2 separate regions of the Oryza sativa genome follow, and region 2 is linked to region 1. The links are chromatin contacts, called in public HiCAR-type maps. All regions are on one chromosome and are shown on one strand. The core of a region is the stretch at or near the end of the contact, and the rest is flanking DNA. Distances in the headings are between cores, read along the strand shown.

What was found. HiCAR-type assays count read pairs that join an accessible place to other places.
Region 2: a HiCAR-type map of leaf shows a contact between it and region 1, with 2.0 times the contacts expected there. The contact joins the promoter of LOC4341377 here to the promoter of LOC4341373 in region 1. A contact is called at or near these places in 1 of 15 Hi-C or Micro-C datasets (leaf) and 1 of 4 datasets of contacts at active chromatin or transcription factors (leaf).

Annotation. Positions count from the first base shown.
Region 1 is chr6:23,404,587-23,411,582 of ASM3414082v1, reverse strand. LOC4341373 reads right to left here and starts at 3,683. Exons shown (of 3, transcript XM_015786979.3): 1 at 3,565-3,683; 2 at 1,660-1,736; 3 at 697-1,202. The coding sequence starts at 1,716. The coding sequence ends at 831. LOC107281198 (a long non-coding RNA gene) reads right to left here. Exons shown (of 4, transcript XR_001546547.3): 4 at 5,947-6,272.
Region 2 is chr6:23,469,424-23,476,419 of ASM3414082v1, reverse strand. It overlaps LOC4341377, which reads right to left and starts at 3,625. Exons shown (of 2, transcript XM_015788060.3): 1 at 3,430-3,625; 2 at 140-766. The coding sequence starts at 734. The coding sequence ends at 282.

The DNA of each region.
Region 1 (6,996 bases), core at 2,434-4,933:
TAATACAACAATAACGTACATATGCAAAGCACGGTTGACGACTAGTGAATATAACATGACACAGTTCTAAGTAGAGGCACACGTTTACACATTTCAACATATGTGTGGTTATACAACCAGTACATTTACCAAGCAATCACCCATAAAGCTATGTAGATCTTCTCCAACCCTTCTTAGCTGAGAGGAAACTCAAGTAAAACCAAATCCTCTTTGTAAAGATAAACTCAATAATCTAAAATTTGGGGGAAAAAACTACCAAATACAGGGCCATCTCGTCACTTTTTAGGACCTTTCATCGGGCTTAAATTTATTGACTTAGAATTTTAACCTCACATGTTCTTATAGGTTTATAAGGTGGTGACTTTTAAGCCTTAAATTTAGATGACAGAGTTATACCTTCTTAAGGCAATATGAGGCAAGCTTTATAAAAAAAAGTCTGTTTGTTTGTTTGTTTAGGCTTATAAAGTATGCAGCCTAATGGTGTGTTTGGATCCAGGGACTTAACTTTAGTCTCTGTATTTAGACATTAATTTAAAGTATTAAATATAGACTACTTATAAAACTAATTACATAAATGAAAGCTAATTTGCGAGACAAATTTTTTAAGCCTAATTAATCTATAATTAGAGAATGTTTACTGTAGCATCATATAGCCTAATCATGGAATAATTAGGCTCAATAGATTCGTCTCGCGAATTAGTTCAAGATTATGGATGGATTTTATTAATAGTCTACGTTTAATATTTATAATTAGTATCCAAACATCCGATATGATAGGTACTTAAAAATTTTAGTCCCATCTAAACAGGGTTCTAAGTAGGCTATAGGGGTCAACGCTCAGGTATGCACAACCGGCAAAGACTGGTGAGGTCTTGCACGTACGGGAACGCGCTGATGAGCAGACCAAGCAAGGTTTGCGCGGATAGAGCTACGACGAGGCACATGGAGACGACGGCGACGCGGCGGCCGCCGGAGAAGAGGCGCCCGGCGAGGCCGACCAGCATGAGGGCGCTGCCGCAGATGAAGGTCGCGAACGCGAGCAGCAGCGTGGCGGTGAAGACCAGGCCGCCGTTGGACCCTTCCGTCCATGGAGGCCCGTCGACGAAGTAGTCCATTAGAACGGCGGAGCTGAAGATGGTCACCAGGATGCCGCGCTCCAGATTCCGCTGGGCGTCGTTGGGTTTCCGGCATAGCTGCTCTCCCTGCAGGGAAAAAAAAAACAGAAACCCTTTAGGATGGAAGGAATACAAGATGACCAAAATCTTAAGCTAACAAGAAAAGCTGTTGCGTAGAAATGACTTTATGATTTTGTTTTCCTATTCTAATTGCGTCACCTTGGATTTAAAGTCTAGACCCCTGGCAATACACCAAATTCTAAAGCACGAGAGAAGACGGGTAATTTGTATATACTTAGATAATACTTCTTCTATCCTAAAATATAGATGCATATATAGTATTCAAATTTTATTATAACTTCTTCTCCACCTACGATCTACTATATTAACCAATCACAAATAACCATCTCCTGTTTAATCCCCACCTACTTCCCTACCTGAAGCATGCAATTATCCCATGTTTGATTTCACATGTCTTCTTAATCTCCGTGAAAAAAAAATATCATAAATATTTATATTTGAGAACAGAGAGATTATCACTTACATGAGAAACCATCACTGAAGTTGCAGCCTGTTGATAAACAATACTTGTGTTTGCCATCGTGAAAAATGAGAGCAAAACTGTGTCACAAAATGCAAAATAAAAGCAGCCACTTTATTTTTTAGGCCTGGTTTAGTTCCTAACTTTTTCTTTAAACTTCCAACTTTTCCATCACATCAAAACTTTCCTACACACACAAACTTCTAATTTTTCCATCGCATCGTTTCAATTTCAATCAAACTTTCAATTTCAATCAGCGTGAACTAAACACACCCTTAGCATGATTTGAAAAAAAATGGTGAAAATAACTGTAAGTTCTTAGGGCACCCACAATGATTATCTATACGCTCTCTACAAGAGATCCATGTCAGCATATTTTCCTACATAGAAGATATTAAATGAAGAGAGAGAGAGCTAAGCTATCTACTAACTTAGAGATAGTCTATAGAGAAAAACGAGGCAATGCATGAGAGAGCTATAGATACCCATGTAAACATGTTATTGAGGTGGTTTACTTATTAATCTAGTCTATTGCTGAAATGTACATGTTTTATAGAGAGCGTTTTACTTAACATTGTGGGTGCTCTTATGGACTGGTGTATGCTACTGGATTCAACAAAATGATATTCTATTAATTCTTTGTGTTTTCCTTACTCCTATACTAGTTTTCGAATCCGGCCGGCCTGCAAGGCTTCAAAGCGGTCCTTAATTAATTAATTAATTAATGGACTCATTTTTTTAGATAATGAATTAATGGACTCATAAAAATTAGTGTAGATATCTTGTGCTTGTTCTTACTAAGGGCTCCGAGAATGCTCAAATTTAACTACATTTTCATGCGAAAATCCTATACAATTTCTTAATTTCTTTGTTCGAAACGAAGATTAAAATTAATCCAAGGACTAATTTGGAGGAGAGGGGTAAACCTACTTCAAACACCCTCGGTCAATCTTGAAGAACATATATCTCATTTCTAACTACTGAATTTTAGCTTCAGTTTTGAGCCTACTTTTAAAGGTGTGAGGAGAATGGAAATTCGTTTGTCTTGCATGACGAAATTTAGAGTCAACAGTCATGTTGCCTTATCTACTAATAAGATGACTTTGATATTTATCTACCAATAAGATCAACAGGTAAAGTTATGGAGTGTATTCATTATCTAGGAAAAACTATCGAATTTTTAATGTAGTAACTCTAGAAAGTCAATTAACTATCACATCATGCAAATGCTTTACTTGGCAAGTCTAGACATAATTGTCTCTTATATACCCCCTCCGTCCAAAAAAATCCAATCCTACCTACGAATTTGGACATATGTCTACGAACTTGGACATATGCGTGTTCATAGCTGGTATTTGCTTCTTTTTTTTTTGACAGAGTAGTATGACCAAATAATTCAACTAGCTAGTGTTCTGAAACTACTCGTAGTATAGTAGTTGGACAATAGCTAGGATTTATTTTTTTTTAAGGACAGAGTAGTATGACCAAATAATTCAACTATCTAATGTTCTAAAACTACTATTAGTATGTTAGTTAGAAAATAGCTAGATAAGTTTGATCACAGTGCGGGGTGATAAGGGGTGTGCGATTTCAACCCTAAGATATGATGTTTAATTCTTAATACACTCACAATTTTTAATTATATAATAGCTAAGTTTCTCCTCGATTGTTCTCATTTTTTTAATTTGACCACTGTATGCCATTCTCTTTTTTCACAATAGACCTTATTTTCCTGGGCAAAGTTTAACGAGAAAGTAAAAGTCAGAGGCAATGACGTGTGAGTTCTCCACCACCTCATCCTCAAGCTAGGCTTTATCTTGGAAAAGGGGAGGAAAGAACTCATAGAAAGCTAGAACGGCTCGATCTCCTATGGAGTATTGCATTTACCGATTGACAGATAGAAATTACCTCAGAGAAGTGGAAGAAGAAGCTCTGTAGTAGTAGCTAGGAAGAAGGGCTCAGCAGTGTGCAGGGGGTAAAGCCGCAGCAACAAGGAAATTCGCGTGCAGCTTGGTCTATTTGGGCATGTGATAATTGTGCCCGCGAGCTGGTATTTATAGGCAGGCGCACGTTTTGCATGCGCAAAGTGGTGCCGGCTTTTACCCCACGAGAGAAGCATCGGAGAAGGTTCCCGGAAATTCTGGAGTAGTGCAGTGTAGTACACGCCAGATATATGCCATGCATGTGAGCAAACGTCGGCGCGTGCCGTGATCGTTTTTCTGCGTTTGGCAGAAATTAATATCGGCAACGGCAGTTAATTAATTAATCACTGAACTCACCCAAAATTAAAGTTATACCAAAGTTGGGATATGGATCATGGATATATATGGTCTCTCGTAAGGTTTTAATTTACCTTGACACTTTGTACGATTGAATAGGCAATAGCAGCAGTTCGCTTTTCACTCATTTTTAAGCATACAATTATAGGCAGTGTTTGGATTAATTTACTTTGTTTGGTAGCCATTTATTAGGTGTAAAATGGGAAAATATATATATGAGATCAAAGTAGCATGTCAGATTCCTCAAACCGACAAATCAGTCACTAGTACAAGTTTGTTGAAAAGGTTCGGCGATGAGTTCACTGAAAAAGGTTAAAAGTGAAACACTCTTTACGTGGCGTGGCTACGTGATCGTGCACTCAACGAGTCAAATGCATGCCCGATGGATCTACAGCGCACGCGTTTCTGGTGCGTGGCGACATTAATTTCCAATTTTTTTGCTCCACGTACGACGGAATCGCCGGAAAGTGCCTGGAAATTGTCGTTGCCAACGAACTCGGTCCATTAGTGATTGTGAGTTCTATCTATAGTTAAGCACTCACATGATCGCTACTTGACTTGCCCGCCTCGGACACGTACGTACTTAAGCGCTGACGTCTACTCCTCGTCCCATAAAAAACTAATTTAGTGCTGAATATGACACATTTTAATACATCGAAACTTATAATTAAAATCACACACCCATTATCACACCTTACTGTGGTCAAACTTCTTTAGCTATTGGTCAAATCTTAAACCTAATACTTAATTACACTAGGTAAAACGGGGTTAAGGGCATGTACAATAATGTCTAATAATAGGCTATCTTCGTTGTCATACAAGTAAATTTGATGACGTGGAAGAAAGAGATGGAAGAAATGAGAAACATCGTTGCTACGAATGACAACGGCTCAGAGTCGACTCTTTTTTTAGATAATTAGGTACCTTTTATAGGTATTGTAGATTTCAGGTGCCTGAAAATTTACAAATTTTCACTCACCTAAAATTGCACATTTATAAGTCTAAAATTGTACTAGCTAGTATGCAATGTGCAATTTTACTTCTGTTAAACCATAATTTTGTTATGTATAACAATACTTTATTTTTTTTATCTATGTTTGGATATTGTTTTCACGTAATTTTTTAAAATTTCATAAAACTACATATACTTTGCACAATCTATCATAAAACTACAGATTTTAGAACTAGTTTCACAAAACTACAGATTTAATGTCTTTGTTTATCACAAAACTACAGGTACTTTGAACAATATATCACAAAACTATATATTTAAGAACTTGTTTCACAAAACTACAGGTTTAATATCTTCATTTATCACAAAACTACAGATTTAGTATCTCCATTCTCTCAAAACTACACGTTTTAACAATGCTAAAACATGTAGTTTTGTGAGAATGGAGACACTAAATTTGTAGTTTTGTGATAAATGAAGACACTAAATGTGTAGCACTGTGATAAACGAATACACTAAATCTATATTTTTATGAAACAAGTTCTTAAATCTGTATTTTTGTGATAGATTGTACAAAGTACCTGTAATTTTGTGATAAACGAAGACACTAAATATGTAGTTTTATGAAACAAGCTCTTAAATCTGTAGTTTTGTGATAAATTATGCAAAATACCTGTAGTTTTGTGAAATTTACTCTTTATTTTATGTAGTTTTATATTTTTTATGTTTACTAGAGAAAATGCCTGTGCATTGCAATGGGTAAAGGCTATTTTAATATTATTATTGTTATGCGGTTTAGTTAAGGTAAAATTCACTGTGGGAATTCGCTTAGATATATACTTTTTTAGAAAATCATGAGTTGCAATTAGGAGTCTGATCGTGTCAAGTTAGCATGCGAGTTTTTTTAAAGAGATTTCTTATACAACTCTTTTGTGTTTCCAAAAACAAATAAACTTAAAAACCGACTCAAATACGGATCTATAATTTCAAAAGCGAATGAACTTAAAAATCGACTTATACATGGATGACGTACTAAAGTACCGACAAAAACATCTTCGATTTTTATAATAATAGAGATTAATTTTTTTAGATAATGGAATATAACATCCCAGACTTTGCTAAAAAAGAGCTACAGCCAATTATTACAAAGTAGCACTCCAGAAAAGAGTGTAGTTCAGATAAAAAGAACACACCAAACAAAAACAAAGGTAACCAAGCCAAAATAAGGAGAACACATTTATTGAAGTCTATTTATGAACCTCCACCCATAATTGGCAAATAGTTGCATAACCATCGACTCCAACCTGCGGCATGCAACCTTTAGGAATTCCCCATCATCCTCACACCTTTGTAGCTGTGCCCAAAACTGGAGCTAATGCGTTGCCCTGAAAATAATAGAGATTAAATATGTTGTTTGATCTTTTATATAAGAAAAATAAAAGGACAAGCAATGAAAATCATTGAATTGCCATAAAAAGGATGAGGAAAGTGCTTGAAATTTGTAACTCCCAAATTTTTATAAGCGGTCCGATAAAAGCCAATCTTTATAGGCGGTATTAGATTTACATGACCTCTCGTTATTAATGTAGACGAATTTATTATAGCCCGTAACTAAAAATGAAACCTTGATATTAGGAAAAATCGGTTCTTAAGCAGTAATTTCAAAAGATGTTAACGGATGGCATAGATCAAAGAAGAGATTTTACAAAGACAAATAATAAAACTAGCAACTGTACAGTGATACCTCTAACTTATTTTTTGTTTGTATAATTGGAACGTGTCCTTCTCAAGAGACATAACAAAATGAGTATCGCAAAGTGAGCATAGCTCAACTGGTTAGATTCTTTGTGGTGAAACCAGCCCACTCAAGTTCAAATTCTAGATTTGACACGGGTGATCGCATTTACGGCTAATTATTCTTTCAGTGGTAGGCGACGTACCCTTCGACAGCGAGGCGCCGCCCGTGGTGACTTTGTCAATCTCAAGTTATGCTGGAAGGGGTGAGAGTGCGCACGTTGTGAGCCTCTGTGTTTGTGTTTCTCAAAAAAAGAATGAGTATCGCGCACCGCCCCCACGATCCAAACAACACGGCAACCTTTTTAACTTCAA
Region 2 (6,996 bases), core at 2,376-4,875, 65 kb before region 1:
GCTTCAGATCTAGTTGACGCCTTGACGGCTTCCCGTGGTTATGTGCCAGGAGAGGCCATGTAAAAATTTCTGAAGGAACGACCACCTTTTGGAGGCACCGCACGCAGACAGAAAAGAGAACACCATTGACGTCAGGATAAAAACAAGCATAGCAATACCAGTAATATTCCTCTTGGTATTGCATTTATTTCGAAATACATTACATCCAGCACTCGTAGTAGTGGTAGCAGTAGAAACTATGTTTACAGACGACACAACAATGAACCAAAACATACGCGAATCTATCTGTTGGCCTGCTCTAGCTGAGCAGCCTTGTCCTGGTGCACGAAGAAGGCGTAGAACCCACCACCGATTGTGGCAAATGCCATCGCCCAGACGATCACGGCGACCACCGGCGGCATGATTGCCGCCACCTTGTACGAGAACATCACCGTGAGCAACGTCGTCAGTCCCCATACAAAGACCTTGAGCCATTCCCGGCGGGCAGAGTCCCTCGGCGCTTTCTCGAAGAGACGGAGGCACGCGAAGAGCAGCACGAGATCGATGTACGATGTTAATACGAACGCCACCGATCCACGATCGCCATCGGACCGGTAGATCGCCATCCCGGAGTTGAAGGTAAGGAAACCGAATCCCAGAGCTGTCAGCCATGAGAATCCGCCCTCGTTATCATTCATGCTCGTGGATGCCTCCCGCTGAACAAGCGGCTGTTTTCTCGGCGACACTGAAGACATGCCTGTGACAACGCCAGCTTGCGAGGCAGGATCTGGAACAGAACAACACCATATGCATCCGTCAGAGGAAGTCGGTGGGCACTGGACATAACATATTACATGACACATGCTTTTTTTTATTATGTACTGGTTTGTTTAGACGGTGAAAAATAAGGTAGTTTCATTTCAAATCGCTAAAGAGTTGTACTGTACTACTTATTCTACTACTAGTAGTATAAACGCATCCTGTTTTTTCAGCCCACAAAAGAGTGTTTTTACCATCTTGATACCTCCAGCTGATCTGAGACATCCATTATGCCTTATCTAACGGTTGATAGAATGCGGTACGGTGGTAGTAGAAGGTACTCCCTCCGTCCCAAAAAAACAAACCCTGGTTTCCGTGCCCAACGTTTGACCGTCCGTCTTATTTAAAAAAATTATGAAAAAAATTAAAAAGACAAGTCACACATAAAATATTAATCATGTTTTATCATCTAACAATAACGAAAATACGAATTATAAAAAAAATTCATATAAGACGGACAGTCAAAGTTGGACACGGAAACCCAGGGTTTGCCTTTTTTTTGGGACGGAGGGAGTACTCGGCTGGTCAGTGCAGGCGCTGCAGCAGCCGCCCGCTAGCGGCTGCTGATGTTGCAGCTGCAGACATAACATACTGTTTGGGTTGGCTGTACAACAGTTAAATTAAGTGCAGCCGAACGGAGCCAATTTCGGCTTCAGTTCTTTCCTGATGGACAGGGACGAAGTTGCAGCGTGATCGAAGCGGCGCCGAAGAGAAGGATGACAATTTGACAAAGCAGCGAGCTCATGACTTCTTGCCGCCGAAGCCACCAGACGGTACTGACGGCTGGAACATGGCCGTCCTACACTTTTGTGTAGAGCATAGGCCTCTATGGTAATCCAATCGAAACATCGCCGCCTTCTCCCATGTCATCATGTCCGCCTTGCCCCCTGCACCCAATCACGCCGCGTCCACCTCCCCGCGCATTTAGGACGCCACATCCACCTCTCGTGGCACGCCACCGGCTCCGCCTATTCTCGGACCCAACACTATAGCCGCCGTGACTTTGCCTACTATTGTAGCCGGCGCCACTGCCTCCGTCGCACTTCCTCCGAGCCCACAGTGAACAAGAACGACGAGCGGATGCAAGGTGTGGACGTGTGGCATAGCATGTAAGGGACAATAATAATAGCGACGAACAAAACGATGAATCGGATGAACGAGCGATCTCGTTTTTTCCATTCATCGTCATGCTCTCCTCTGGATTAAACAGTTGGATTTCAAAGGTACCTGCTAGTACTAGTGTCCGGAGGTACATCTTCAGGATGGTAAAAACTCTACTATAAGTGCTTATTCTGTTTGAAGGAAAAATAAAGGATTTGGATTCCTAAGAATTAATTTGCTATTTAGTTTGTAAGAATGAGATATAGGAAGCCAAAAGAAATTGCCTTTCCCTCCAAGTTGCAGAGAGAATCTTTTGGAAAAATTTCCATTCACTCAAATCTTTTGGAAAAAATTTCTATGGATTAACGTATTCATACATTCTATTCCTCCCATTTTCTATTTCTATGAGTTGAAATTTCTCTAAACCGAACAAACCCTAAACAATTTGCTATGTGGACACAAAAATGAATCAGAAAATGAAACATCTTATTAGTTTGGCCAAAGACTTCCTACGGCTAAGATATGTATAAAGTATATTTTATTTTTTGGGTGGGTATCAGTTCTCTATAAAGGAGTATGGGAGTACTGCAGTTTCAGTACAAGCAGGGGAGCATTTCTGTACTTAGCTCCGTTCCGTAGTACAAGTTTCTAACTCCTCGTTTTTCACGCGCACACTTTTCAAATTACTAAACGGTGCGTTTTTTTTAAAAAAAATTTCTATACGAAAGTTGCTTAAAAAATCATATTAATCCATTTTTGAAAAAAAAAGCTAAAACTTAATTAATCACGCACTAAAACGCTAATTCGTTTTGTGTGCCGGGGAGCGAGGGTTCCCACATAGAGACTTAAGATAGTTAAAGATTCATCATATATGACAGAACCTAGAACCAATACGTTTGTTAATGAAAATTTGGAAAATCAAGAATTTCAATGTTGATACTATGATCCTCACGGAAAAAGGAAATAGAAAGATGTAGTAAGGAAATAGAACCCGCTAGAAGGCTACATGAATTATTTTTTTCCTGTTGTACTAGTAGTAGTAGCATGTTATATCAGCGCTGTTGTAAAGTCTTGTAGTATTTGTTGATTTTCATTTCTGTCAGAGGGCATATAATTTTATTTTTCTGTTCTCTAAGCTGAATCTGCATCATGTGTTTTCCTCTACGCATCGTGTGCACACGATGCCTTAGCAGGAAAAGACATCCCATGATAACCATGGGGACACTATGAAAAAGAACATCCTCCCTTCGTTCCATAATATAAGAGATTTTAGGTGGATATGATACATCCTAATACAGTGAATTTGACATATCATCTATCCAGATTTATTATTCAAAAATATATCATATCTATTTAAAATCTCTTATATTATGGAACGGAGGGAGTAAGATGTCTGTAAATACCCCATATTTCACTGTCTATACTCCGAAGGGAGTAATAATAATACGCCGAACAAAGATGCCCAGCGGCATGTTTGAACAAGTCAAATTAAACAGAACAAAATAAAGGAAGGAGTAGCAAGTTGCTCACCAAGGCCACAGCCGGCCTCTTTATCTCAAATCCTCTCACTCTCTCAGAGCCGGGTTCCGGAGCAGACGGATGATGGCTGGGGTGGGGGGAATGATGTTTCTGAGAAAACTCCCGGGGGCGCGCGTCAGTCTAACCCGGATCCTTCAATTTATACAGCTGGGAGCTGCAAGTTCCTTGAATTTTCGTCTCAGCAGCTGGCTGGAAGCTGTCAGTATTAGTACATTTTATATTGGACGGAGTGAGCGTGACAGCAATGACTCGTGAATTGGGGACCCACAAGCCACAACCCACCCGTTCCGCTCCAGTTAGTTCTATCTAAAAATACTACCTCCGTACCAGAATAAGTGTAGCCGTGGATATCCGTGCCCAACGTTTGACCGTCCGTTTTATTTGAAAAATTTGTGAAAAATTTGAAAATATTTAGTCACACATAAAGTACTATTCATATTTTATCATCTAATAGCAATAAAAATACTAATCATAAAAAATTTTCAAATAAGACGAACGGTCAAACGTTGAACGTGAATAGTGCAAAACTGCACTATTATTTTGGGACGGAGGGAGTATCATTTTTATTTCCCCCTTCTTTTCAAATTCGCGATCTCTCTTTATTTTTTTTCTTGGTCCCCCCCCCCCCGGTTTTTTCTTTTTGCTTTGTGCGAGGCTTTCCTCGATTCACACACAGAGAGAAGCACAAACGGGATCATGGCGAGCCACTAGGGACGTACAGCAAAGCTGTGAGCCCTTGTCGAGCCTGGAGCCTTTGGGGATTCGGCATCGGAAGGTGGTCTCACCCTCAATCCAAGTATCCAACTCTTTTGACTCGCCGCGGCATCCCCTAGCAGCACGCCAACGTAGCCCCCGACGTGCGGGTTCGGGCACAAGCAGAGACATCGACGAAGTCGAGCTCTGCTTCTGCAGCAGGCCGAGTAATCGATCCATCTTTACGGCCACCAGAACGCCCATCTTCGCCAACTCGCATTCCTTTCACGGCTTCACCCCCGCCGAGCGCTGCGAAAGGCGTATTCCAACCAGTAGAAACGGTTCCAATGCTTCGGTATCTATATGCACCATTTATAAAGTGCCCTCCTCTGTTTTTCTATTTATTGCATTCAGTTGGGAAATGACAGAAATGCCATCATCTTATTGCGTCTACACTTTCGCTCCTCCTAGGCGTGTGCTTGGATGGTGCTCCCGTTCAGACATGTGCATCCGGGTCAAAATCGAACGCCTGAGAAACGATGTCAGACTTCGATAAATTTCTGGAAACATGATCCTACCACCTCGTTCTTCGTTCTTTTGTAAAATCGTGTTGCGCTTATAACGTTGACTTTACTATGGGCATTCCAAGATCTCCATCTGTGTGTTCTCTTTCAAAGCTTTTTGGGCATGTATAATTGTTTCAAGAGTTAGTTAGTTTAAAAATGAACGAAAGGGCATGTAGCCCAGTGGTTACAGTGATCTGAGTAGTACCCTAAGGTCCTTAGTTCAAATCTCCTGTGGAGCGAATTTCAAATTGGGTTGTTTGCGGGGCTAAGTTCCCTACTTCAATAGCCGTATATATCCGGTTGGATGTAGAGGCCAGGTAAAAAATACCCTTCTCTAAAAAAAAAGAGTTACTTAGTTTACGAGCTTGGAAGATACTGAGGTAATAACCTAGGACCATTCCGTTCAAGAATATAAGATGTTTTAGAGAAAGTAGGTAGAAGTGAATGATGGAGAATTGTGATTAGATGAGTAGTGGAGATAGGTGAGAAAAATGAACGGTGGAGGGTTGTGATTGGTTGAGAAAATAATGCTGATGAAGAAGTTGTTATATTTTGGGATAAATCCCGAGAACTAAAAGTTATTATATTTCGGACGGAGGGCGTACTAGCTATGCGATGACTTGAAACAAACAGTTCCAAATCAATATTTGTTAGCTCCAAACGCTTTACTATTTTGCCTTTGGTGAAAAACTGCTAATAACACACTCATCTCGGCATGGCAGCTGCACACCTTGACAAGGTGCTCCAGCTAATATTCCAGCCACTGCGCGGCTGCCATTGCCATCGCCATCACATCTCGGCGTGCGAGATCGGCCGAAGGCCGCGAAGCTGAGCAGGACAAGCCTTGTGCTCAGAGGCCGGCTTAGGATGGTTGCCATTTTATAGACAAGGTAGAACGCGCCGGGGTCGTTGTCTTCCTTTTTAATTTCATCTGGCGAAGGTGCCGACAACAAGTTGGACATTTGGGATAGATATGTGGACAACGGCTGTGTTCGGAACTCACATCTTGGGTATGTAAAATGAAGCGACACCTTTTCTGACAATTAATTAAGTATGTATTATTTTTTAAAAATGGATTAACTTGATTTTTTATATCAATTTTCATATAAAAACTTTTTTTTTGCTAAAAATGCATTATTAACCCGTTTGAAAATCGTGTGTGCGGTAAACGAGTGAGGTGAGTTGGGAAAGTTGGGAAAATAACTCAGGGTGTGTTTAGTTCTTTGGGTGTAATGTTTTTGAAGTATATGGACGCGCATTTAAAGTATTAAACGTAGACTAATAACAAAATAAATTACAGATTTCGTCTGTAAACTGCGAGACGAATCTATTAAGCCTAATTAATATATCATTAGCAACTATTTACTGTAGCACCACATTGTCAAAACATGGCATAATTAGGCTCAAAAGATTCGTCTCGTAATTTACATGCAAACTGTGCAATTTGTTTTTTCCCCACATTTAATGCTCTATATATGTGTCCAAACATTTAATGTGATGGGTGAAAAAATTTTGTTTTGGTAAAGCCTTAGTTATATTTTGTATATACCATTAAGGTTGTGTTTAGTTCTGAAATTGGAGAGAAGTTTGAGAAAAGTTGGTAGTTTGGAAAAAAAAAGTTGGGAGTTTATGTGAGGCTGTGTTTAGGTCTTTCCAAAGTTGGAAGTTTGGGTTGAAATTGATATGATGTGACTGAAAAGTTGTGTGTGTATGACAGGTTGATGTGATGGAAAGAGTAGGAAAGTTTTGGATATGATGTGATGTGATGAAAATGTTAGAGTTTGAGGGAAGTTTGATCTGAACTAAATGGGGCCTGAAACCAAGATGAAATGAACAAAAGTGCTCAAGTCCTTCGGCCAAATCACTGGCCGGGTGCCGAAATATTTTAGAAGTAATACAACTTTAATGAAAATTTATAAATATATATATTAATTGACCGAAATCATAAATTTATCATGGTAAAAAATAATTGGAAACTTAGGATGTGTGCGCATGCATGTGAGCGGGCTGTTGCATATGAGCGGTAGGCCACCTGTATGCTTGATCTTTTCGTTTTTAAATCAAACCAACCAATTTGTCAAATCATGATTGTTCGACAGTGTATGAATTTGCGATTTCTGTTGATCAACATATATTTTTTACTCCTCCGATCTAAAATATAATAATTTTTAGCTATAAATCGCACCCAGATTTATAGCTTAAAAATATTTATATTTTATGACGGAGGTAATAATGTTTTATTAAAGTTTCTAAAAAAATTTGTCGGGTGCCAGGCCGGGAGGCCGCTTCCAGTAGTAGC